Linked DNA regions of Mus musculus: regions 2, 3, 4, 5, 6 and 7 are each linked to region 1. The links are chromatin contacts, called in public ChIA-PET, Hi-C, HiCAR-type, HiChIP or PLAC-seq and Micro-C maps. All regions are on one chromosome and are shown on one strand. Each heading gives the region's core, a stretch centred on a gene start, on an enhancer-like site or on the middle of the called end of the contact. The rest is flanking DNA. Distances are from core to core; before and after follow the strand shown.

Region 1 (3,633 bases), core at 480-2,979:
ACCTAAAGATGCAGCACACTGTGTAGGACCTGGGGATTGGGGGGGGGGGGCTGTTGTCACAGAAGCCTCAGGCCCCAGGAAGTGCTTCTGGATATGATGTGTGAGCAGAGCCAGACTTCCAGCAGGAATACTGGGCACAGTACAGTGCAAAGGCAGGGGGTATCCAAGACAGACACAAGGGGGACTGAGGCCAGTTTGTAGTGTTTTGAGATAGAGTCTTGTTATGTAACCCAAGCTGGCTTGGAACTTACTATGTACCCCAGGCTGGCATCAGTGCTGGGATTACAGTCATGGGCCATTATGCTCAGCTTCACTATAGCTTCACCGAACAACAGATACATATTCCCCTGGGGTGTCACTTGCCTTTACTGTTTTTCAAGTCCTGTAACAGACCCCCAACTTGAGACCCCAGTATCTCAAGGCTTGTCCCCTGCAGGGCCTAGAGGGCTTCCTGATATTGCCTTTTCCCTCCCATCGGTTTATTTCTTAGGGATAACCAGGTCTGCCTTCCCTAGCTAAAAACAGGGCTTGAAGCTGAACCTTCCTCAGTATGTCATATTGTAAGGCTAGGCCCACTGAGTCTCTCCTGTCATTCTTTTTTTTTTTTTTTAAAGATTTATTTATTTATTATATGTAAGTACACTGTAGCTGTCTTCAGACACTCCAGAAGAGGGAGTCAGATCTCATTACGGGTGGTTGTGAGCCACCATGTGGTTGCTGGGATTTGAACTTCGGATCTTCAGAAAAGCAGTCGGGTGCTCTTACCCACTGAGCCATCTCACCAGCCCTCTCCTGTCATTCTTTACCACAGCCTGTATCTGCAGAATTCTTTGCTAGAGACAATTTCATTACAATTCCCCGTGAGCCCAGATTCACTGTCAAATGTACCCACAAGAGATGTCTGTGCTGTCCAAGAGAGGCAGCAGATAGGCCCTGAGTTAGAACTCTGGGTTGCTGGCTAGCTCAGCTCCCTACTACACACAGCTGCAAACGAGGAAGCCTCTTCTCTCCTCTGAGCCTGGGGTTTTCCAGATAAACGGAGTCTTTTCTTAGAGCCCTAAATTTTGCTACCAACTGGACCTCTAAATCTTGCTCCTCCCACGGACAGTTCTGCGTCCTGTCCTAACAACTCTGAAGCGCTGGACCTTGAATCTAGGCCCCCGCGCAGGGTTAGCAAAAACCCTATCGCTGAGCTACTCCCAACGCCCGCCTGCATTGGAAATTTTCATGTCATCAGACCATGTCTACTTGTTCTTTCCAGAGCTTAAGAGTCCTTTTGTCTCCGCTCCCTCTGGGTAACGGTCTTAGTTGGTCCTTCATAAACCCCCACTCAACTGTCACCTTGTAGGTGACAGTGGGGCTCCTTCAGGCAGTCTTCTCTCTTAGACTGCTTGTGCCTGGTGCTTGTCTCTGTACAGCCCCTGGTGGTAGGGTCTCCCCTTCCGGGGTAACTTAGTGAGTTCTGCATCCTCAGCTTCTGACACTGGTCCAGGCACCAAGAGGTTAAGGAAGGCGACCTTGAGGCCCCGCCCTGGACGCGCCCACAGGCGACAGGGAGGCTTCAATCCCTGCTGCTTACTCCGGGACAGAAACGCACACCTCTGGGACTGAGGGTTTTTGCTGGGCCGCAGCAGCACCTGCTTTGAGGTGTCCAGATCTCCCCGACAAAAGCGCTTGGTACAGCCCGGGGATTCCCCGCTGCTGCCGCCCTGACGTCATGGAGTCCCCGGGAGGCTCCGCCCCCCTGCTCGGGCTGGAGCTTTGCGCGGCCGCTAGGGACTCGGCGGCCATGGCAGGACCTGGCGCCCCCTGCGATCCCTGCGCGCCCGCCGCTGTCTGGAAGCGCCACATCGTGCGGCAGCTGCGGCATCGGGACCGCACGCAAAAGGCGCTCTTCCTGGAGCTAGTGCCGGCTTGTGAGTGCGTCCCTGGGGGCTCGGGGATGACTGGCTTTGAGGAGGTGGGACTCCCCGCTCGGGGAGAGGGCTTGTCCCGCCACTCGACTTGTGACTCAGGGCAGCGGCGCCGTCACGGTTCCCGAGGGCTTTGCGTCTTGGAACCTGTTACGCCCCTCTCCGCATTGGCTTGCCTGCTGTTTCCAGCTCTGGTGCTGCTTAGCCCCAAAGACTCAGCTCTGCCTCCCTTGAGCATCCTAGACACAAGCTCTGTCTCAGTGATGGTTTTGTCGAGTCCTTCTTTCAGGCCGTCCCTAGGGCAAGGCCTGGTCAGTCCATTTGGTCCCAGAGCCCAGTTAAAGAAGGCAGGCGTGGCCAGAACAGCCACGGTAGCTGAAAGGAAGGAGCGAAAGTCTCTGGTAGGTTCTGGTACGGATAGGTTATACTGGCGTACGTTCGTGGAGTACCTCAGTGCCTAGCGGATCGTAGCTCGAATGGGGCTCCGGGTTCCTTTAGGTTGTTTGTCGCGCGGCGGAAGTTAAATTCTCATGTGGTTATTTCTGGGCACTTTGGCTAGGAGGAGGAGATGTGTGCACTCCATCCGAGGAACACTGGAGTGCATCTGTATTTACTGCCTTTTGGTGGACTGTGATTGTGTGTTTGAGGCTGAAAGTCTAACCATACTCCCTACTTCTTCCTCACTTGGTGCTAATTTTGATGCACCCACGCAATCAAATTTGTTTTCCTTGGAACTTTGTGAGGGCTGGCCCTCTCTTGGGGTTGGATACCTCTACCTCCAGACAACCCCACTTCTCCAACTGCTCTGATGGGCAGTGGGACTATCGGTTTAAGGGAGGGACCACCCAGGAGAACTGCAAGACTGGGAACCTAGAGACCCAGGTCTGTGGTTTGGGGTAATTCAAGTCCTTTACCTCAGATTTCTTACTTGCAAATGAGGCACATTGTGACCTTGTATGCCGGGGTAGGGGTGCTTGCAATGCCTTGTGGTCTCAGGTAGTTTTGAGAATTTGTCAGGGTCCAGGAACCTCAGACAGAGAAGGAAGGGAGGTGAGGATCTGGCCTGAGGTTAGCAGCCTCAGTCTGCCTGGAATTGGTTTAAAACAAAACAAAACAAAACAAAACAAAACAAAACAAAACAAAACAGCTGGAAGGAATGTGGGTGAGGGGGTCCAAGGTCTAACCACCTATCTTGGGAAGATTTGTTCGATAATTGCTCAAGGGCTTTCAATATTGACCTGGGGGAAGCTGTTGCGTGGAAGTGAGAATTACTTAACTGTAAACCTTGAGGTCTTGGAGGGGAAGCGACTTGCTGGAGGCCATACACAGGTGGTTTTGTTTATTTCAACATGCTCTGGGTCCAGACTTTGTCCCTGGCAGAGGTGAACTAATCCCAGGCCCCTTGCTTTCCTTCTGTTCTCTCTTCAAGTGCTACCTAGCCATGTTTGTCCCCAGCATTGGTGGTCTTTCTGTCCTTGTCTCCTGGGTGGGCTTGTGGGCCTGTGCTGTGATGAGGCTTTGCCAGATACAGATATTCCCCCAGGAAGGGGCAGAGCCCAGCCTTCAGAGGCTTCTTTATTCCCAAGACCCCTGGGCTCCTGCAGCCATCCCAGTATGAGGTAGCTTGTATGTCGGGAGTTTGTTGGCAAGCGGCTCTGCCTTTGCCACAGGCTCACCCTTTTGCATCCCCAGATAACCATCTCCTAGAGAAGGCTGAACT
Region 2 (3,681 bases), core at 348-2,847, 520 kb before region 1:
CATCTTTCTTTCCCTCTCGAGTATTTGTTTTCAGGCTCGTTTGGTGTCCATCTTCCATAATGTGTGTTCCCACCATCTGGTTCTTATCTCTGTTTTCCAACACTATGCACCCATTCCTCTCAGGGTCTCCATTTGTGTTTCCATCTCTCCGTACCTTATCCCATCCACAGTCTCACAGACCCTTTTCTCAAGGGTCCTATCTTCCTATTTCCTGTTCCCATTTATGGGATCCCCATCCTGGCCTGGCCCAGCACCACCAGTCTTCCTAACCCCATTTTGGTCTACGGCCGCCTCTTAAAGGTCATTATTTCTCTAAATTAAGGTATTTATCTCCCCAACAAACCCCAGACCTCCTTTCGGGTTCCAGTGATATTTGGGGGTGGGGGGATTATGAAAGGAGGAAGCCGGGTGGGGCATGCTGGGACACTAACAGAAGGCATAGGGATACCTAAAAGGCTAAATGACGTTGAGGGTTTGGACTGGGACTTGCTTGGATCAAAGGACTCGAGGGTGGAGGATCTATCTGCTCCTGGGATTTCAAGGGCTGTCGTCCGGGATGGGAGGGAATGTGGGAATGAAAGTGGTCCAAATGATAGAGGCTCCTTTTCTGTGGCTATGGGACCCGTTTTTTTGTTTTTTGTTTTCTGCTGGTGCAGTAAGGTTTGGGCCCAGGCAGGATAGGTCTAAGACAGGGCAAGGTGAGGCTGGAAAGAAGGAATCAAGGCTGGGGGAAGGATGCCATCTGGGCAGCTCAGCGGCAGCAGGGATCTTTGTTGAGGGTGGCATCACCCAAGACACAGGTGGTAAGAATGAGAGTTGGCTGGACTGAGCTGGAAGCCAATTCTGAGGATTCTGGGAATGGAGAGGTTTGGTGGTCACCTTTGTAGGTGGGGAGGGGAAGGCCTAATGAGAGGCCTAAGACTGGACCTGTTTCTTTGATACGAAAGGCACAGGGTAGGGGGTTGGCATTGAGAAAGAGGAACCGTTGGAACAAGAGGGTGCGGCTCATCCCTGCCAAGAAGAAACTCCTATTACCGGGGGTCTCAAAGTACACTGGAGGAGTCTAGCCAGCAGCATAGGTAGGGGTGGCTTGTGGGTTCAGTCACAATTACTTGCAGAGTAGGAAAGGTAGTTGGGGTTTCATGGGGTTTGGAGGTGGGGTTTGGAGGTAGGGTTGGGATGGGACTGCGCTCACCTGCCGAGTAGGGTGCGGGCTGGTGGTCGCGTAGGGCGCCAAGCGCACAGTTGGAGGAGCCGAGCGCGGGGCAAGGTGGCCCAGCGGCGGGGAAGGCAGGCCGCAGGGGACTGTATTGGAAGCCTCCAGGCTGGCTGCAGGCGCCGAAGTCACCGTAGGCGGACGCCTCCATGGCCGCCACGCACGAATCGTACGAATTGAGGTAGGAGTAGTCCATCGGCCCGAGGGGGCGGGGGCGGGGGCCGGGCAGGGCCGGGTCTGGTTGGGGTCGGGGTCCCGGGCTGGGTGGAGTTCGGGATGGAGATTCGAGCTCCAGGCGCAGAGGACCTGAGACCGGCTCTGAGCGCCCGAGAGTCCGCCCGCCCCGTCGCGGCCCGCACTCTGCCCCGGTGCAACGCAAGTGCAGTGCTGCCAGCCCGCGCGCCTTTTAACGCGCAGGACCCCGCGGAGGGGGCGAGGCGGGGCGAGCTCCGCGGGGCGGGGCCTGAGCGGCCCAGACCCCGCCCCTAGCCACCTCGGGTCCCCCACCCCAAAGGGCCTCCCTCTTAGGGCTCCCGAGGTGCAGGCGGAGCATCGTGGGACCCCAATCCGAGAGTCCCTTATCCTGTCCCAATCCGGCCTAGACCTTCGATCTCTACACAACATGCCCAGCAGGAGGGTCCCGACCTCGTTCCTGGGCCTCCCACCTGCGGCCCCGTGGAAGCTAGGGAGGCAGGCCCCGCGGTGCTGGTGTGAAGAAGTTAATTCAATTCTCCCAGATAACCGAATTATTCCGATCTGGCCCTTCAGCCCCGCCCCCAGCTAGGTCCTATCCCTGCGAGGACTGCCGAGGCTGCCCTAGAGTGAGGGGGATGGAGACAGGGATGAGAAAGAGACAGGAGCCTGGGACAGGGACAAGGAGGGGACGTGGGTATGGAGAGACTAGAGAAAAGGGGTCAGACCTCGAAATAGAAGTAAGGGAAGACAAGGATGAAGCGGTAGAAGAGAAAGGCAGGGGTGGAGATGGAGATTGGCAGAGAGAGGAGGCCAGCAGGATGGAGAAAGACAGGCATGGAGACAGAGGGACACGGATGAACATGGACGTGGACTGCAACCAGGGCTGTGATGGAGCTGCAGAGAAGGCTGAAACAAATCAGAGACAATCACAGTGAGACCACACACAGGATGGCCTTAGGCTAACAAGGACAGAAACAGACCAGCGAAACAGAGGCCGATGAGTGGAGAGAAAGGACATCCCCGAGAGCTGGGATTTGTGACCAGAGCACCGAAGGCGACCAAGACATTGTGGTGGAGAGGCTGGGGGTGGGAGGGGTTGGCAAGGCATTAGAGGAGAAGGCTGCAGGGTTGAAGTCTCTCTCTCTGAGAAGTCTCTTGTCTTGAGGGCCACAGGAGCCTGCACCTGCTGGGTCCAGGCCACTCCCTCCCATCCCGGCTTCTCAGCTCTGTTGTCCTCTCCAATAGCTTGTGACCTCTGGACTCGCGCGTGTGTGTGTGCGTGTGCGTGTGCGTGTGCGTGTGTATGTGTGTGTGTGTGTAACTGTGTCTGTGTAGGATGCTGAGCCTTAGGACTATGGTAATGACTCCCTCTCTCTCCTTCAGTGCCTTTCTTCTTCCCCTTTGAGTCGTCCCTGCCTTCTTCTGGAAAAGCCAGGTCATTGACCCTCCAAGGATTTTCCCCAGCTCTCCAGGCTGTGTGGTGAATGGAATACATTTAGCATCTTTACCTGGAGGATGAGTAGAAACCCCCTTCTGTCTCTTTGGCTCTCCTGAAGGATGAATTGAACCTCTCCTCATTAGTCCCCAGCCCCAAGTCCCCAGGTTTCTACACTAAGTCCTGCTGATGGGAAGTCTGAGATCCAAAAAGAAGCCAGAAGAGGGCCATGTCCTTGTCACCAAACAAAATCCTCTAGGATTAAGAGAAACTCTCCTGGAATTCCTCTTTCCTCATGTTTGCCAGCACAGTGGGACCACAACCCTCGGGTCCGTCCCTTTCCCAGGCTAATTATTCTTTGCTTGACTCATGCCTCGGTTTCTGTAAGTATTCTATGTCAGGAGTTTTGGAGTTGTGTGTGTGTGTGTGTGTGTGTGTGTGCATGTGTGCACGCATGTGTGTGTGTGTTTCCAAGCCATTTTCCCTTGCTTTGGGTATGTTGTGTTAAAATATGCATAAACACAAATTTTACCATTATAGCTATTTTAATTGTATATTTCAGTGTTGCTAGTTCTCATCATGTTGGACAATACAGCATCACTGTCTTGTTTATATTTATTTCCATAATTCTTGATCTTGTATAACCCAAACTCCATACATGAAGAAATAACTCTCTAACCACCTTCCCTACCTTCTGGTAGCTACCCTTCTGATATCTATCTATCTATCTATCTATCTATCTATCTATCTATCTATCTATCTACCTATGTAGTTTTTTGAGATAGGGTCTCCTGTATCCCAGGTGGCCTTGATCCCCCTGTGTAGCTAAGCATGA
Region 3 (3,831 bases), core at 366-2,865, 600 kb after region 1:
TAAATGGCTCTCTCATAACTTTACCCTTGGGGCTGCTATTTCCAGACAATTCCAACGTAAAACAAAAAGGTCAAATTGATAGCATGAGATATCCTCTAGGAGAATCTTTAATGTACCTTCTCTGTCCCCTGTGAAGACCCTTCTAATGGTCTTGTTATTACTGTCTCTCACCCAAGCAGCTGATGTAAATGTTCTAACCCCTAAACCTCTGGTGTGTCTTGGAGGACATCTTAATCCTTCCTTTCCTAAATAAACTGACCCACTCCATCCCCGCTGCCACCTCACCACAGGTAACCAGCTTATCACAGACATTTCTTCTGCAAAACTGGCAGAGAGACATTTTCTTTATGATACCATCCACTAACCTTGCTCGACACCTGCCAGAATTATTTTAGTTGAGTCCAGCTGAGTAGTCTGACATATCCTCTACCTCCAACTTCCGCTCAGGGGAGCCACCTTGTTCCTTCCAGAGACTCTAAACTCATCCTAAATCCTTTTCCACTGAGCCCTCATCCCCAATTTCAATCCCTGTCTTCCTATTTGGGGCCCAACTTACAATTCACTCCCTCCTGTCAGCTTACCTCATCCATCCATCTCCTGTAGTTGGAGGTCTCATCACTACCAGTCCAAATTCAAACCTCCAGCAGCAGCCTACCTCAAGAAAACCCCAAACAATTCCTACCTCTTCTGTTCTCTCCAAGCCCTATTTCCGTAAGTATTCACAAATTCCATCATCCCCAGAAGACAACAGCCCATTTCAAGCTGGGGTCTCAACCCATGCCAAAGCCCTCACCCCCAGCTCCTACCATCTCCATCTTCCTTCCCCAGGTCCACCCCAAGTCCCACCTTCCAAAATTAGCACTCCCTAGAGTCCCATCCAACGTTTATATCCCACTGGCATTGAAATCATCTCCTTAGCCCCCACCCCGCTCTGATCACAAGCTGTCAACTGCTTCAGGCCAACCCCAAATCATCACCTTCATTCAGTCCCATCCCCCATTAAAAGACATCCCACTCCAATCTCACCTTCCACCTCGCCCCAAGACAATCCCAAATTCCACCTCAATACCCTACACACCCCATGCTCCTATCCCTGGTCTGGTTATCCCTCCATGTAAAGTCCTACCCCCTCACCCCCCTCCGCTACCCTCCCTGACCTGCTGCTGTCCCACCCTCACCCCACTCCCAGCCCGCGTACGGACAAGTCTCCCCCACCAGCCCGCCGTTCCATCGCCACCTCGGTCCCCTCCCCCAAGCCGGCGCGGGGGCCCTACAGCCCCCACCCTCGTTCTCCCCGGCGCCACCAGCCCTGGCTCCACGGGAGCGGGCCGGGGGGCGGAGGGGGGGTCTCCTCACCGGCGAGCTGCTGCAGACGAAAACCGCGGCGGCCGCAACTGAAGCGGCGATGCCCTTGTCTTCTCTGGAGGCTACAGCGGCGACGCTCTCGTTCCCTCGTCCGTGTCCAGTAGGGTGGTGGATGGCGCGCAGGGACGGGAGCCTCCTCCTCCTTCTCCTCAGCTACTCAGATCTGAATCCTCTGCAGTAGCCGCGGAGAAACCCGACAGTGGGGGAAGGGGACGCTCGGCTGCAGGCAAGAGAGGAGGAGGCGGAGGGAGGGGGCGGGGGACCGCTGAGAAGGGCGGGGGAGGAGGAGTCGGCGCGCTGTCCCGACACGTCCCACAGCCTCCGAGCTCTTGAACTACAACTCCCGGCATGCTCTGCCACGGCCCTGCGCGGCCTGGTTCTCCCAACCCTGCTCCGGTCCTGGACCGCACCCTCTTGGGTCACAGACAATGGACTCCCACGGGCTTTTGTAAACTCAAAGGCCTCTTGGGAGGGAAGTTGGATATTTCCGCAGCCTCATCTCCATGAAGCAAAACAACCTACACATGCACTCTTTTCCGCCCAAGGGACTACACCTCCCAGCATGCCGCACACAGTTTCCCATTCTCTCCTTCCGGACCCCTCTCAGACCCGGTACTACAGTTCCCAGGAGTGTGGTCCTTGCGAAATGCTGGGACATGCAGTTCTCAGTCCTTCCTCCATGTTAAGAAAAAAAGAAGTGAAAGAGAGAAAAAGGGGAAGGACTATTCCAACCCACTGAGCTTGGGCCTAGATTGGCTACATCACCTGTAATTCTGTACTCTCCTCGCCATCTCCGTTGTCACTGTCTCGCCAGAACTAATGCTGCATCAGCTTCCCTGGCATCCCTGAAAATCAGAGGACAAGTCTGCAACTTAAATCCTCATGTAAAAAGCACATTTGTTTACATTTACATTACTTATAAGTATTTAATCTAAAAAGATTATCAAAAATTTTTGGAAAACAATGCCCACGGTTATTATAGGAGGTTGTTGAATATGAGTTGAGAAGGATGTAGATATTCATCAATAGAGGGCTGATTTAATAAATAGTGATGTATGTATTCAACGTAATGCTAAGCAGCCATTTAAAATGATGGTAAATATCTTTAGACATGAAAGGCTTTTCACAATTTCTTGTCAGAGGGGCAAATTGATAGCAAAAACAGCAAGATTAGACAGGTTCGATTTATTTGAAGTTCGAGGATATAAAAGCGTAAAGATTTCAGTGAAGAGATTCTCCAAAATGTTATCAGTGATTATCTTAAAGAAAGAATTGTTAGGTTTCAGGTTCCTCTTATCTTTTATACTGTCTGAATTGTTTAAGGAAGCACACACCGTTTTTTAAACATAAAAGGTTATTTCATATGCATACACACACACACACACACACACACACACACACACATGCTTGCACGCACACACACAGATACAGCTATAGATATTCCAAATACAACAACCTCTTGATTTCCCACCTACAAACTTTCCTTGGGTCTTGTTTACCTAAACAGTGTTTCAGGACTGTGTGTCTACCTTTCTGTAAATCCCACTATTAAAATAATGGTAGTTGTGTACTGTATTAGTTACTTCTCTGGTTGCTGAGACAAAATACTTGATAAGAGCAATTTAAGGAAGGAAGGAAGGAAGGAAGGAAGGAAGGAAGGAAGGGTTTACTGTAATTTACAGTTTTATCTTAGGGAAGATAAGTGTCAGGTCCAAAAGAAATTCAGGACAAATAGTGACCTGTGGTGCCTGGCTATTAGCATACCAAAGAGCATTCTGACCTCCATGCACCGCTTAGTGATCCCTCAGTTTCATAAGAACCTGTTACAGACTCCTTGGCTCTAACATGACCCTAAATTTCTTCAGTTCATGGGCTTCCCCCCCCCCCCCCGGCTTCTCATTATCCTATAACCCTAATATTTGGGCTCTCTTGGCCTCCTCTCTCTTGCCCCTCTTTCTTGGTAAGCTCTTTCTCTTTCTTTCCCTGCCCCACCTCATAGCCAAGTCCATTCTGTTGGCCATGTTCATTCTACCACTCTTCTTTCTGCTCTGGATTCTTCCAGATGCCTCGAGCTGAACTCTCCCTCAGACCTACAGTAAAATCTCCCACTGAGCCATAGCACAGAACTATTACGTCATCAGTGTAAGCAGTAAGGCCCCAGGAGCAGGTCACGTGAGAGGGAGATGCTTGTTCTCTCTTTCATTCCATCTAAGAACCCCATCCCGTGCACTGCCCATATTTAGGGTAAGCCTTCCCACCTCAGTCAGCCTAATCTAGATAATCCCTCCGACATGCGTAGAGATCTGTTTTTCCACAGTAATTCTAAATCCCATCAAACTGACAAGATTAGCCATCACAACTACAATTTATGGAAGAACATAAAGTTAGCAAGGAGCTCTCAATCTCTCTTCCCAAATTATCTCTTTTCGGGGACCTTCTCTCTCTGCTCCAGACAAAGTTTCCTAT
Region 4 (3,358 bases), core at 599-3,098, 720 kb after region 1:
GTGCATGTGTCTGTGTCTGTAAACACAGGTATCTGAGGAGGTCAGAGGGGTTACTGAATCCCCAGAGGTGGAGTTGCAGAAGGTTATGAGCCTTCTGATCTAGGGACAGAGAACCTAACTCAGGTCCTCTGCAAGAGCCACAAGAGTTCTTAACTGCTGAGCCATCTCTCCAGCCCTTTATTTTTCGTTTTTGTTTGTTTCATTTATTTTTTTCAAGACAAGGTTTCTTTGTGTAGCTCTGGCTGTCCTGCAACTCATTTTGTAGACCAGGCTGGCCTCAAACTCAGAGATCCACCTGCCTCTGCTTCCCAGTACCAGGATGTACCCCACTACCACTCATGCTCCAGCCCTTATTTACTAGTTTTGACACTTTTTCTGTGTTAAAAACAGCAACAGTAGCAAAATAAAGTAACCGTTGCACATTCGTTATTTCACCCAATGCTGACTTTATTGTATGCCTCAGGTACTCCCTCTGTACACAGAGTTTATATGCCTATCTTGGTGACATGAATTTCTTATTGCTCTGTAATGATTTAAATGTGCCATTTAAGGGCAGGAACCACAAGCTATTCATTTTTGTGTTCCCAGGATTCCATCAAAGGACTGGCAAAAGGTATTGCTAATTAAATAGTTGGTAGCTGAGTGTAGTGGCCTAAGCTTGTTATCAAAGCACCTTGGAGGCAAATACAAATTCAGAGCCAGCCTGGTCTACCCTGAGAGACCTTTGTCTGTAAAATCGAGCAGTTTCTCTCCGGGAGGCTTGTGAGGAATAAAGCGAGCTACTGAATATGCCAGCAAGATTTTGATGAAGGGACCCTGGTCTCATATGAGGCTATGTCAGTGCCTGGCAAATACAGAAGTGGATACTCACAGTCATCTATACGATGGAACACAGGGCCCCCAATGAAGAAGCTAGAGAAAGCACCCAAGGAGCTGAAGGTCTGCAACCTTATAGGTGGAACAACAATATGAACTGACCAGTACCCTCAGAGCTCGTGTCTCTAGCTGCATATGTAGCAGAAGATGACCTAGTTGACCATCACTGGGAAGAGAGGTCCTTTGGTATTGCAAACTTTATATGCCCTAGTACAGGGGAATGCCAGGGCCAAGAAGTGGGAGTGGGTGGGTAGGGGAGCAGGTCGGGGAGAGGGTATAGGGAACTTTCAGGATAGATTTGAAATTTGAAATGTATATAAAGAAAATATCTAATAAAAAAAAAAAAAGAAGAAGAAGAAGAAGCCAGGCTTGGTGGTGCATGCCTTTAATCCCAGCACTTGGGAGGCAGAGGCAGGCTGATTTCTGAGTTCGAGGCCAGCCTGGTCTACAAAGTGAGTTCCAGGACAGCCAGGGCTACAGAGAAACCCTGTCTCAAAAAACCAAACCAAAACAAACAAACAAGCAAACAAAAACAAAAAAAGAAAAAAAAAACTGTGAGCTACTGAACGAAAAGTATTGCACATCATGGCCTCTCAATAAAAGATAATTATTCTTAATTACTATGAGGATATGGAACGCTAGGAAAGTTCACCTGGGGTTAATCAGCTCCAAAGTCGAGGTAACAAGTCAAGATTTGCATACGAGACGCTGGAATAAATTAACCAGACAGGATCTGTGTCCTAAAGGAATTCAATCAAAATAGAGAAGAGAGACATTAAATAATATGTAGTCTCATAGGTGAGATACCAAAATTATGTGAAAAGCACTCGGTAACAAAGACGGCAATCCATACTGCCCAGAGAAATCACAGGGAAGGTGACAGGAGCTGGGGTGAGGGTGGAATCTGGGGAGAGTTTTATCCCTTGGGTTTTAAAAACTTCCGGAACCAAGATGCTGCGTGAGCAGAAAGCGTCTCGGTAGGATTTGGTGGACGGACGTGATGAAGACCTTTCCGGCCCTGTTTCCAGACGCCTGGGGTCGTGATTGCTAGGGTGGATCTTCGGTTTGCTCAGAAGCCGCTGTGGTCGAGAATGAGCGGAACCCTGGGAAAGGTAACGCAGATTCCACGCACGTAGGGAGCTGAGGAAAGCGGAAGGGAAAGCAGAGCTGGAAGGTGTTTGCGTGCGGACGTTTAGGCCTAGGACTCTGCGAACAGGCCTTTCCCAGCAGTCCCTGCGGCGCCTCACTGTCAATTCTTTCCCCGGCCCAGGGCGAGCTTGCCAGTCTCGTGCCACGCCCCCTCCACTTGTCACCCTCGCTGCCTCGTGCCTAGGAAAGGGAGAGTCCCCACACACGGAATATCGTCCCCTTAAATTGTCTGACCTTGGGCAGGTCATCTACTTTTTACATTTAATCATCTTTTAAGAGAATCCTCGCTGAAGTGGTTGGGATGTGAATGAAGTTACTCGGTGATAAGAGGAATACAATAATGATAAATTACACTTTTGCTTACAAAATCTTATTTGAGAGCATTTCATAAAACCGAGCGAACCAACCATTTCGTTTTGTTACTCTTGGCTTCCAAAATATTAAGAGACTATTGCAGAACCAGGTGAGCCTTCTTTCCTTTTATGAGACGAGGTCTCATCATGTAGCCCAGACTGCTCATGACACAAGTCTCCTGCATCAGTTCCCCCCAGTGCTTGGATAACAAGTACGCATCACTACCCCAAGCCACACTACCATTCTTAAATCTGGTCCTTGTTTTTCTCTTCCCTTAACAAAGTTACCAGATCTCAGTTGGTCTTTTCCACTTGTGTCATATTGCTTAGGTTGTTGTTGTTCCTGTTCTCTTCGTATTGGGGTTTTATTCCAGGCATTAATTATAGAGACTTTATCACCATAATGTATGTATAAATCAATATGGTCATTGCCATTTTTGGATGTGGGACTACCCTTGAATGTCTCTAAATTTGAGTTTCTCATCCCATCCTTCATGAAGGGACCCACTAGTTCTCTTTAGCCAATTTGTGATAACAGGTCTGCTGCAAAGATAATAGAAATAAACTTCAACATTCCATTCTATTCTCTGGTTCTATTTATCTTCTTTCCAAGGAAGGAAGAGAAGATCAGTATGCAAGGAATATAATTTGCAATAGTGCAGAAGAATCCATGGAAACCTGGCACTAAGGCCATCATCTAACAAAGCCAGGAATTGGGGTAGTGTCTTTAATCATAGAACTTGGGAGGCAGAGGTAGGAGGATCAGGAGTTCAAGGACAGCTGTGATTATAGATTTAGTTTGAAGCCAACCAACCTAAGCTACTTGAAACCTGACCTCAAAAAGTAAAAGAAAAAGAAAAACAAGCCCAAAAGTATAATAGAGGATACTGCAAATAGGAATGGGTGTTTTGTAAGGGATGAAGGATGGTGCTAATAAGAATGTTGGTATTTTGTAGTCATTTGTTTAGTTTTATTTGCTC
Region 5 (3,657 bases), core at 72-2,571, 670 kb before region 1:
CAAGGAAACAGGGAAGCCCTCTACTGGGCCGTCTCTATAGCTCTAGGACAGGCGCACACATTACTCCCTCCAAACAAAAACACGCTGACATCTATGAGGGGAAAGAAAGGCGCCAACTCCCGGATGTTGGCAAGCTCTGCGCAGGGCCAGCGCCTGTTTCTCAGTGTTTACTTGCTCTCCCTTTCCTCTCCCTCCCCTCTAAGGATGGCGCAGCAAAGGGAGGTGAGGGGGATGAACCACCCCACCCTCTCGTCCATTTTTTTGAAAAAACAAAACAAAACAAAACTAACCCGAGAAAGAGTGAGGGAGAAAAAGTCTTAGTGCTGGGGGCCTTACCGGACTCCTAAAGCCAAACGTATCTACAGGTTTTAATCCGCCATTAGCATTTAAATCTTGAAAGGACAGGGGTAGGGGGGGGCAGTGGAAAGTAACCCCACACACAAAAGAAAAGTTGTTGGGTTTCTTCTCAGTCGGCCAGGCAGAAGCAATCTTCCTGGCTGACAGCCAGAAGTGCGTCACAGCCAGGAGTCTGCTTTCTTTAAAGGCACAGCGAGCTTCCGCGCGGTCTGGGAGCAACAGCGAAGCCAAGAGCTCGGGGGGGGGGGACGGGGGGGGGACGACGCCTACCAGGAGGACCCAGGTGAAGCCTGCCCGTGCCCTAAAAACTGAGCAGGACGTGCGGGGGCGGGGAGAGTGGCTAGGGCGCAAGCCCGCAGGCTCCATTGCTGAAGGGAGAGCACGCGCAGCAAGGGCTGGAGGCTGTGGCGTAAACACACAAAAACGCACCCGCGGTGGCCGGCCTCACCAACCTGAGATGGCCAGGACACTCCCCCTTCGCTGCTTTCCAGCAGGGCTTAAGGCAGTAGCAGTGACGGCCTGTCCACCTCCGAGACCAGCCCTATCGGGCAGGCCCAGAGCCGCCGAACCCACGGCCAGCCCCTGGCGGGAAAGGCGCCCGGCGCAGAGGAAGCCTGGGAGCCGAGCGCAGGGGAGCCGCACGGCGCAGGCCTTGTACAGGGGCAGCTTCCTGCGGCGCGGCGAGGGGGGCGTGTCTGCAGGCGCACGGCCGCCCGCCGGCTCCCCGCCACACAAAGCGCAGGCCTCCTCAGAGCGCCCTGCCTGCCCGCCCGCCTGCCCGCCCTAGGACTTGGCCACCCTAGCCTGTTCTCCGCAGGGAATCTCTTCAGCCCCTACCTTCTGCGTAGCAAGGCCAAGATGCCATGCTGTGTGCCTGCTCCTCCCACTCCTCCACCCAAACGAGCGGCCCAGGCAGTTTCTAGCCGCGGAGCGTAGGCCTCGCTCTTCTGTCCCGATAGCTGCGCTATTGTTGACTGGAATGGCCGCCAAAATCCCAGCTGTGCTGCCAGAACCTAATCCGCTGTTCCTGTGGGCATTTGTGGGGAGGGGCCGAGGGGCCAAGGCACAGTTCTGAGTATGGCAGGCGCTGGCTAGAGCCCTCAACAGGCACAGGGACTCATCATCCTCAGAGTCTGCTGCAACTATATGACTAAAAGAAATGTCACACTCAGACAAGATCTCGACAGCGTTGCCACCCACTGGACACCTCCTGGGATAGTTAAAGGAATTCCCTCACTTTACAACTAGAAACATTTAATGAAGTATGTGTAATGTATTGCTATTAAATATTGTTAATACCCATACAAGAATTATACCCAACGTCTGAGCTAGGGTTACAATTCCACAGATCAGAAGTGACTACAAGTTTTATCCCAAGATGGTACATGTTAACTCATATAAAAGATGTAAGGAAACTAACCAGTTTAGATGAGGGAAGGATTAGAAAACTGAAGTAATATTTTAATCTGGATCTTCAAGCACAAAATCAAATTTTTCCTCTCGGGAAAGGGAGAAGAAAGCAGAAAGGTGTGGTAGCAGTGAGAGACCAGGTGTCAAAGGTGAACTGAGGTCAGAATTGGGAAATCTTGAACTTCAAGGATTCAAATAAAGGATCTGGGATGGTTTTAACAGAGAGCTGTGGTATGAGCCAGATTAACCTGACAAAATGGTTCTCTGGCAGCAAGGTGAGCTAGGAGGCTACCCAATAGATAGGAAGGTGTTGAGGACACGGATGGTAGAGAATAGTTAAAAGAGGAATGAGAAGCATTGAGGAGAAAGAAGCTGACAAAAAGCAGGAGACTCAAAGCCACCATGGTGCTGTGTGCTTACAGTCCTGGCAAGTGGGAGGTTGGAGCAGAAGGCCAGCCTGATCCACTCACTACTAGAGTTCCAGCCCAGCCAAGGCAGAGTAACAGCCTATCTCAAACAAGACAAAACTAGGAGGAGCAACTGTACCGGGAAGAAAGTACATGGCATATGTGAATCACATGTGAGGAGGAGATGGGGGTCTGAAGAAGAAACAGGATATAATAGATAGTAGCTAATGCTTACTAAGAACCTACTAACATGCCTCAAACCATCCTACTGACCTATTGGGCATCATTTCATTAGGCTTCAACACCTCTTTATGAAGCAGGTAAATTACCACTCAACTTTAAGATGACTTTTTTAAAAAGACTTATTATTTATGTGAATACACTGTCACTGTCTTCAGACACACCAGAAGAGGGCACTGGATCCCATTACAGATGTGAGCCACCATGTGGTTGCTAGGAATTTAACTCAGGACCTCGGAAAGAGCAGTCAGGTGCTCTTAATCGCTGAGCCATCTCTCCAGCCCTACCACTCAACTGTAGACATGAGGAAGCTAAGCCACAAAGTGACTATCTTACATACATATCACAAATCACTTGCAGCTAACTACATAACCCTGGCAAGGATTCCTCAGATTCCTAGATGAAAGCATAGCCTCCTCTGCTTTAAGAGTACAAGCATGAACTCAGTAACATTCGCAAGGTGCCCAACACACTGACTTTTAGCACAGAAGGTGCTAGTGGATGCTTCACAAAGGTTGGTCTCTGTCACCAGGGTGTCCCAGCAGAAGGTTTACCAGTGCTAAAGAAGCTAGAGATATTCCTCCTGGAACAGGATGGTACCTTCAGTGTGACCGCCTTTTCCCCACCAGTTCCTCTCTCGGCTTTTACTTTATAGGCACACTTCAAATCTCAATCCCTCCAATATTAAACTGGTAACAGTAGTGGATTACTGGGGACAATCACTTGGGGACTTCCTACACTGTATGTATGTTTTTATGGTTGGATTTATTTTTTTATTATTTATTTACTTATTTTGGTTTTTTTGAGACAGGGTTTCTCTGTATAGCCCTGGCTGTCCTGGAACTCACTATGTAGACCAGGCTGGCCTCGAACTCAGAAATCCGCCTGCCTCTGCCTCCCAAGTGCTGGGATTAAAGGTGTGTGCCACCACACCCAGTGATTGGATTTATTTTTAATAACCATGTACAAAAAGACACAATGGCTCAGGAGATATGCATGATCTGGTCTGAAGACCTAGGATCTACATGGTAGACAAGAACTCACTCCCAACAGCTGTTCTCTGACACACACAAAAACATGATTTTAGTGTTTAAAAATTATGCTAATCATGTACAAAGCTCAAGAAATGGTTTTATATATATTTTTGTGAAAGTCTCTTTCATCTAGAATGACAACTCCTTAAGGACATACCCCAGTTCCCTCTCTATGATCAGCCATAGTCCCTAGCTTACTAAAGCTCATT
Region 6 (3,767 bases), core at 444-2,943, 590 kb before region 1:
ACAGGGTCGGTCCAGATTAAACCACAGTGTCTCAGTCACACGAGGGAAGAGTGACGGGAACAAGGTGGACATGGCTCCTAAGCTGAGGGAAAGGGTCACGTGAATATGTTTTGTTTTGTTTTGATGCAGTTGAAATTTGATTTAGGGATAGGGTGGATTGGGTGGGTAGCAGAGAAGCTGCCCTGCCCTCTTGAAATCAGACAGACCTGAGTTTGAGTCCTGGCTCCATCACTTACTAGCTCTTTGATTTTGGCCAATACACTTAACCTCTCTGGGCCTCAGTTTCCTCATCTGTAAGAATGGGGATAATTAAAATTATATCATCCTCAGTTATTACGACAAACAAAGAAAATAATGAGTAAAGCTGTATGTTGCTTAAAGAGAGAAGAGACTGGGAGCCAGAGATGGAATGTGGCATTGTGATTATGCACAAGATTAGCAATAGCAGAGATCTAGTAAAATTCATTTTAAATACACACACACACACGCACCACAAAACTTATTTTTTGCTCTTTTGATTCATGTCACATCCAACCAGTGCAAAATGGTGTGGACATGAACCACCTCTCTCACCAACCAGTCAAACTGCAGTACACACAACCAAGGATAAAAGAAATTCTCAGAGGGATGAGTAAATAACAAACAAATGAAGAATGAACTAACATGGAAGAGAACAAAATCAACTCTGTGGGCTGAAGCTGCTGACCAGGAAGGTCACCAAGAAGCTGAACTAAAACGCCCTGGCTCACAAACCCAGTGACATGTAGAGCTTGACTTTGGCCACACACTCGATGGGGGCTTAAATCCTACGCAAGGCAGGGATCCTGGCCCAGCACTGTAGGAAGGGCACAGGAAAAAATAGAGTTGGTGTCTACCTTGGTGTTTCCCCCTATTTTTAGTAAATGAAACAGGGTTACAATATTTAGCCCTGACTGTCGTGGAATTCTCTATATAGACCAGGCTAGTCCCAAACTCACAGAGCTCCGCATGCCTCAGCCCCCGGATGCTGGGATTAAAGGCGTATACCAGCCCCCACACCCGGCCCTACTCTAGCTTTTGTTCCAACTTAATTTGACCCACGCAGAACTAGACGCTGTCATTCCCTAGACCAAAGCCCCCCCAGGTCCGTGTGATGGGGGAAAAAAAAAAAGGCGCGTCCACCACGATCCCGAAAGCACTGACAGATTTTATATACTAAAATTCTACCCACCACCGCCCATTCTTTGCTCATTATGATAATGACTGCGAGATTGACCAACAGGAAGGAGGCAGGGGCGGGTCTCCGTCAGGATTTTGACCTTATAGGGATGCTAATCGCAAAATGCGCGCGGCCTGGCCGAAGCCAATTAACTGCAAGAAATGCTGGGTGACAGGAAGTGAAACCAATGCATGACGGACCATGTGCGATGGGTGGGGCTTAGACTCTAGGAAACGGCCAGTGAGCAGGATGTCTTTAAGAGTAAAAATGGGGAAAATGAACTGCTAGGGAAGCGAGTCAAAGGAACTGGGTTTCTCTGGAAGCCGGAAGAAAGAACAAGCAAGGAAACGGCAGCAGTCTCGTTTCCGCACTTACCGCGCCAAGAGCCGGCAGCCGGCGGCGACCCGGAAGCGTTTCCCCAGGTCTGAGCGGAAGAACCCACCAGAATCCGGGACTCACTAACGCATGCGTCTTGCGTCTCCTTTTGTTTCCCGCTTCAACACCGAGCCGGAAGTGATGTTGATGTACTTTAGTTACGTACTAGTTGGGGGAGGACCCTCGCTTGCCCCGCCTACCTGTCAGCTCCTCCTTGAATCTCCAGCGGCAGGGTTTCTCCAGGCTAGCCCCTCGCCTGCGTTCGACTAGTCCCGCCCTCCTGCCACTCGGCGGTGTTTGCGTGTTAATCTCCTCGAAATAGTATGGTTTCCAGAAATGTTCGCTTGTGTGGATGCCGTGTGTGCTGCTGCGTTCCAAGAAACATCTGTTTCTTCCCTTCTGTTCTCTCAGACTCGGTTTTCTGTTTGAACCCTTCTCCTCCTCCTCCTCCTCCTCCTCCTCCTCCTCCTCCTCCTCCTCCAACTCCTCCAAGATCTATTTATTATATGTAAGTACACTGTAATTGTTTTTCAGACGCACCAGAAGAGGGCATCAAATCTCGTTACGGATGGTTGTGAGCCACCATGTTGCTGGGATTTGAACTCGGGACTTTTGGAAGAGAAGTCAATGCTTTTAAGCGCTGAACCATCTCACCAGCCCCTCTTTTCTTCTTTTTTAATTTTGGTTTCTCGAGACAGGGAACTCAGAAATCCACCTGCCTCTGCCTCTGCCTCTGCCTCTGCCTCTGCCTCTGCCTCTGCCTCTCTGCCTCCCAAATGCTGGGATGAAAGGCATTCGCCAGCACTGCCCGGCATCCATTCTTTTCTTTCTGAGAGGATACCTTGAACATGCTAGACAAGCCTCTGTCATGGAACTACATCATATTCATAATATTTACTTTTCTTTTTTGAGACAAGGTTTCATTGCGTATTCCTAACTGGCCTGAAATTCACTATCTAGACCAGGTTGGCTTCGAAGTCTTCCTGTTGGTATTAAAGCTGTGTAACACCACGCTGGCCTCTTTTTTATCTATTTAAAATTTTATCTTATGTATATGTGTGTTTGAACATCGTGTGTGTGTGTGTGTGTGTGTGTGTGTGTGTGTGTATGCATGTGTATGTATGTGTAGGCCCAAGAGTGATGCTGGGAATTTTCCTCAATTGCTCTTCTATCTTATTCTTATTCAATACCACAAGTCCCTGCTATCGCTGGTCTGACTATCCAGGTTCTCTGAGAATTCTCTGTCTTTACAGAAATTACAGGCTGGTTGCCATAACCATCCAGCAATCATGTGGGTTCTGAGGACCCAAACACCAATCCTGGCTTCTTTTACAACAAGCACTTTAACCCCTAAGGTATCTCCCCAGGCCTGTACATTCTTTGTCTACGCTGTTTCTTCTGTAACTAGCATGATAATCTGCCTGGTTTTCCTCCTGTTCTTGGCTCTGGTGAAGAGTGATGAGATAGAACTGTTCAAGAGGTTCCGTATGTGCTTCCTATCAAATCTGATTGTATGGCCCAAGAGGTCAGCTTCAGCTTCAAACGTTTTCAAACGTTAGCAAGCTCTGCTTATTAAAATTGTAGCACTCAGGGACCTGAGACAAGAGGATGTGAAGTTCAAGATTAGACTGGGCTATGTAGCAAGCTCAATGCCAGCCTGAAATGTATAAGCCCCTGTCTCTCACAAAAACAGGTGCAAATTTTAAAAATAAAAATAACGGACAGTGAGATAGTTCAGTGGGTAGAGGCACTTGCTAACAAACCAAGGACCCAACTTCAATCCCTGGACCCACATGGTAGAAAGAGAAAGCTGCCTCTCACAAGTTGTCTTGTGACCTGCATGTGCACACTGTAGCAGTTCTCTGCTGCCTTGCACACCAAATAAATGTGCATCAGAAAAAAATTGTTAACTAGATGTAGTGACAATGTTGGTTTCTTTAAAAACACAGAAATATTGTAAGAATCTTTTCCTGGGGTTTGCAAGTATGGCATCTTGGAAGGTGAAGCGGCACATGCCCCGCCCCCACGCCCAACCCCCAGCATTTAGAAGGCAGAGGTAAGAGAATATCTGTGAATTATAGGCCAGCAAGGCTACATAAAGAGACCCTGTCCCAAAATAGAAAATAAATGAACCCACAAAACCAAATATATGTGCATCACTTCTGAGCAGTGAATATACATCAGTGAACAAATA
Region 7 (3,352 bases), core at 805-3,304, 690 kb after region 1:
CTAGTAAGTATTTAATGTTTGATTACTTGGAACTAATCCCCCAATGTCTGAATTACAATGATGGTCAAGAAAAATGTAGAGGAAAAGCGAAGATTATAATCTCTGAATTACTGTTCAGTTTGAATGATATAGAATAAAGCTGTTGGAAGAAGTAATCTTCGTGGCAACCATTACAAAATTAGAACCTTGTATCCACTAGGAAGCACAGTGACTGCAGAACCTTGACCAGACAAATGACATTACAATTTCATTCACAAGACCCTATGAAATATTAGGTATACATAAAAAAAAATCAGTTAACTCAAATAGTATTCTAATCTAATTTAGAGAGCTAGATGGTGGATCTATTACCCTATTACCCAAAGGCAATCCTACAAAACAAAGATGCATTATTCTAAGCCTCTCACATACATCTTAAATATGTAACTGGAAAATTCTCAAGAAGAAATTAATAATTAACATTTCACCCGTTAATCCTTGCTTGTATCATCATGAAGATACTTAAATATTTCATATTGAAACGAGAAAAGAGGGAAGTGAGATGAGAAAAATTCAAAGTAAACTGATCATGACATAGCATCTGGCAGAGACTGAAAAGGCATCAATATAGCCAAAAGAATTGTCAATGACGAAAATTAATAGAAAAATAAGGATTTCCAACCAGTCCCAACCCAAGGGACCAAAATCATCACTGGCAACGCCACCTCTTTTCAAGTCTCCTTCAGTTAAAATATATTAGCTCACTAACCCTAACTAATTCTTCATTTAGGTGTAAACTGAGCAAGAATTGTTTTTCTCCATGACCACCTCTTCTCTCACCTTCCGAGAGACTAGTACAACTCCGAGCCAAGCCTCAGGGGAAAACAACGCCCAGATCCCACCCTCCTTCATCCAAGGTTGAAGAGGGGGCCCATTCTCCAGAGTTGGGGGCTTCTCGGAGTGGGACCTCACTTCCAATGGGAACCGGAAAAAGAGCAAGGAATAAGGGTGGGGCCCCATAAAGCCGGCCCGGGTGGTGGAGACCACGCAGAGCAAAGGAAGAAAGGGATGGACAGGAGGCTGGGCGGGGTGAGGACTGAGGAGGACAGAGCGGCCCGAGAGGGCCCGGCTGCAGGCGGCGGAGTCCGGGCGAGGATCAGAGATCTAAGCTACAAGCCTGATAGATCCTAGCGAGGAGGAGCCAGGGACAGGGACAAGAGGAGTCGGGGGACCCGGGGAAAAGGCTGGGGTGGGGGTTTTAGGAAGAGCGAGGCCGGCGGGGAGCCTCAGCGGCCAGAAGGGCTGCACTGGGGGCGGTGCGGGGAAGCCGCGGCCGGCTGCCAGGAGCGGGGGAGTCGCGCACTCACCGCTCTGCTCTCCCAGGAACACCAGCTTGAATTTCCTCAGCGGATTCCCGAAGTCTCCGCCCGCGGACATGATGGAGCCGGAGGAGCCGCCGCCGCCGCCTCAGCCCAGAGACCTCTTCCAGACCGCTGCAGCTCCAACCCGCTAACGAAGAGGGCCGAGCTGAAGGGGCAGCCTCCGAGTCCTCTCGGCCCCTGCAGGGCCGGGCAGAGGGGCGAGGCTGAAGGGAGAGTGCCTCCACCGACCGGCAGCCGCCGCCGCCGCCTCCCCGCAGAGTCGCCTAGCACCGAGCCGGGCCCGCGGCCGCGAAGGGACGCAGGGCGGTGTCGGAGGCAGCCAGCGGTGCGCTCGGGCTTCGCTAGCCTAGCGCCGTTCCTTCCCTCAGAACGCGGCGCGGAGACTGAGGTGAGAGAGGAGGGTGGCGAGGCGAGCGCCGCAGACGCGTCTGGGTCTCGGCACGCGCAGTGCTCGGGCTCTCACAGCAGCCGCCGCCGCCACCACCGCAGCACAACCCGCTGAGTGCGCGAGCCTCTGGCGCGGATGCGGGGCGAGTCCGGGCGCGAGCCTGCCGCCCTGCCGGCCTCGGACGTGCGTGCGTGAGTGCGTGCGTGCGCGTCGCCGCCAGTGCTTTCCTGGTTTCGCCAGCAATCCCGGCTCCTCCCGTGCGGTGGAGAAAGGGGCCGATCAGGTTTCGACTGGCGTCTGGAGAAGCCGGGAGGAGGCGGGACCGAGTTCCGGGTAAGCAAGGGGGGGAGAAAAAAAAGGGGGCGCTTACGTCAGTGACAAATCGAGCCAATCAGAAAAAGCGGAGGGCAGGCAGCTGCTAACTGAGGTGGCGACGCGAGAGCGCGCGCGCGACTCTCGCGCGGAGGAAGGTGTGGGGTTCTGGCAGCCATAGGAAGTGTGGCGCGACGCAAGGCGATTGGAGGAAGGAGGAGGGAAAAGAAGGTGGGACGGAGGCGGAGCCGGAACCAAGGTGGAATGACCGCAGCAATGCGTGGGTGGGGTTGGGTCGCTCAAAGGTGTATTGTAGGTGCTAAACCCTTAACGTCGCTTCTCCTTCCTCACTTTAGCCCTTCACCCGTTTACCCTAGCCTTCTAAAACGTAATTCCTTGCTCGGCATCTTCGTGTATATAAGATTTCCCACCGTTACTCCGTGGAGTTTCATAACTACCAGAAACAAGTCCTCTCCATTTTGTGGGTGAGGAAATTGGAGTCCAACAGAAGGAAATGACTTGCAAAATCCACGTAGTCATGTCATGGAGTCAAGGTTTTATTTGAACCTCTGCTACCTCCTTACGTTAAGCCATCAAATTCCCTAGTGTCTGTTGGCGTGATCTTCTGTTGAGTGGCCGTTGTTTTAGGTGCCCATAACATCAGACGATAACCATCGTCTACATGCTAGAAATGAGTTTAGATATCATATAAGCCAAACTCCACATATTACAGATATGAAATGACTGCCCACTTAGCGGTGCAGCTTTGGAAAAGGTCACACAACATTCCAGAGGGCTGCCTCAACAAAATCACAAATCTGCAGAAGGAGTATTTAAAAGATCATCCTTTCTCCTTAAAGCAGCACTTCTGGATGTGCTTGAGTGGGGCTTCCTTAAATTTGCCATCTGAAGCATTTCCAATTGTCAACCAGATTTGAGATCCAATAAGATAAAGGTGAATGCCATAAGAAAACATGAACTAAGCATAATGTGGACAGTTACATAACATAATTAAATGTAACTTTTCATCTGAATGGGATCCCTAAAAAGAGAGTATCAGACAAAAACAAAATAATTTGAGTATAGCATGAATTTTAGTTAATAACAGTATTTTGTACTGATTGATTTATTATAACATATCAGTCCTATTAAAGTAAGCTGTTAATAGAGGAGTCTGGAGTGGTATATGGGAACTTCTATAATGGCCTTTGTAAATCTAGTAATTTTCTATCTAGTGCTTCACATCTGTAATCCCAACCCCCAGGAAGCTAAGGCGGAGGATTGCTGTCAG

Evidence for each region. A called contact is a pair of places that touch in the nucleus more often than the background predicts. ChIA-PET counts read pairs in DNA pulled down with a chosen protein or histone mark. HiCAR-type assays count read pairs that join an accessible place to other places. HiChIP or PLAC-seq counts read pairs in DNA pulled down with a chosen protein or histone mark.
Region 2: a contact with region 1 is called in a Micro-C map of embryonic stem cells, with 3 times the contacts expected there. The contact joins the promoter of Phox2a here to the promoter of Atg16l2 in region 1. A contact is called at or near these places in 1 of 39 promoter capture datasets (embryonic stem cells), 3 of 484 Hi-C or Micro-C datasets (all in embryonic stem cells), 2 of 115 datasets of contacts at active chromatin or transcription factors (embryonic stem cells and pancreatic cancer cells) and 1 of 9 other capture datasets (pancreatic islet).
Region 3: an RNA polymerase II ChIA-PET map of memory CD8 T cells shows a contact between it and region 1, with 31 read pairs. The contact joins the promoter of Fam168a here to the promoter of Atg16l2 in region 1. A contact is called at or near these places in 17 of 39 promoter capture datasets (the 3T3-L1 cell line, 3T3-L1-derived adipocytes, the C10 cell line and 12 more), 1 of 484 Hi-C or Micro-C datasets (cerebellum), 5 of 115 datasets of contacts at active chromatin or transcription factors (astrocytes, effector CD8 T cells, large pre-B cells and 2 more) and 1 of 9 other capture datasets (liver).
Region 4: a Hi-C map of CD4 T cells shows a contact between it and region 1, with 2.6 times the contacts expected there. The contact joins the promoter of Mrpl48 here to the promoter of Atg16l2 in region 1. A contact is called at or near these places in 3 of 39 promoter capture datasets (liver, neutrophils and pre-B cells), 2 of 484 Hi-C or Micro-C datasets (both in CD4 T cells) and 2 of 115 datasets of contacts at active chromatin or transcription factors (memory CD8 T cells and microglia).
Region 5: an RNA polymerase II ChIA-PET map of memory CD8 T cells shows a contact between it and region 1, with 41 read pairs. The contact joins the promoter of Numa1 here to the promoter of Atg16l2 in region 1. A contact is called at or near these places in 1 of 39 promoter capture datasets (hippocampal neurons), 1 of 484 Hi-C or Micro-C datasets (CD4 T cells) and 2 of 115 datasets of contacts at active chromatin or transcription factors (memory CD8 T cells and pancreatic cancer cells).
Region 6: an HNF4G HiChIP or PLAC-seq map of pancreatic cancer cells shows a contact between it and region 1. The contact joins the promoter of Anapc15 here to the promoter of Atg16l2 in region 1. A contact is called at or near these places in 2 of 39 promoter capture datasets (erythroid cells and hippocampal neurons), 1 of 484 Hi-C or Micro-C datasets (muscle stem cells), 4 of 115 datasets of contacts at active chromatin or transcription factors (astrocytes, bone marrow-derived macrophages, embryonic stem cells and 1 more) and 1 of 9 other capture datasets (adipose tissue).
Region 7: a contact with region 1 is called in a HiCAR-type map of astrocytes, with 2.7 times the contacts expected there. The contact joins the promoter of Rab6a here to the promoter of Atg16l2 in region 1. A contact is called at or near these places in 6 of 115 datasets of contacts at active chromatin or transcription factors (astrocytes, effector CD8 T cells, embryonic forebrain and 3 more) and 2 of 9 other capture datasets (adipose tissue and liver).

What each region holds. Positions count from the first base shown.
Region 1 is chr7:101,300,184-101,303,816 of GRCm38.p6, reverse strand. It overlaps Atg16l2 (autophagy related 16-like 2 (S. cerevisiae)), which reads left to right and starts at 1,729. Exons shown (of 18, transcript NM_001111111.1): 1 at 1,729-1,916; 2 at 3,606-3,633. The coding sequence starts at 1,790.
Region 2 is chr7:101,816,229-101,819,909 of GRCm38.p6, reverse strand. Phox2a (paired-like homeobox 2a) reads right to left here and starts at 1,597. Exons shown (of 3, transcript NM_008887.2): 1 at 1,196-1,597. The coding sequence starts at 1,412.
Region 3 is chr7:100,704,419-100,708,249 of GRCm38.p6, reverse strand. It overlaps Fam168a (family with sequence similarity 168, member A), which reads right to left and starts at 1,615. Exons shown (of 9, transcript NM_001362169.1): 1 at 1,357-1,615.
Region 4 is chr7:100,581,620-100,584,977 of GRCm38.p6, reverse strand. Mrpl48 (mitochondrial ribosomal protein L48) reads left to right here and starts at 1,848. Exons shown (of 8, transcript NM_198831.3): 1 at 1,848-1,988. The coding sequence starts at 1,968.
Region 5 is chr7:101,967,507-101,971,163 of GRCm38.p6, reverse strand. Numa1 (nuclear mitotic apparatus protein 1) reads right to left here and starts at 1,321. Exons shown (of 25, transcript NM_133947.3): 1 at 1,195-1,321.
Region 6 is chr7:101,894,257-101,898,023 of GRCm38.p6, reverse strand. It overlaps Anapc15 (anaphase promoting complex C subunit 15), which reads right to left and starts at 1,693. Exons shown (of 6, transcript NM_027532.4): 1 at 1,574-1,693; 2 at 207-291; 3 at 1-82. The coding sequence starts at 229.
Region 7 is chr7:100,606,288-100,609,639 of GRCm38.p6, reverse strand. It overlaps Rab6a (RAB6A, member RAS oncogene family), which reads right to left and starts at 2,054. Exons shown (of 8, transcript NM_024287.4): 1 at 1,347-2,054. The coding sequence starts at 1,416. It also overlaps a transcript of Mrpl48 not described here.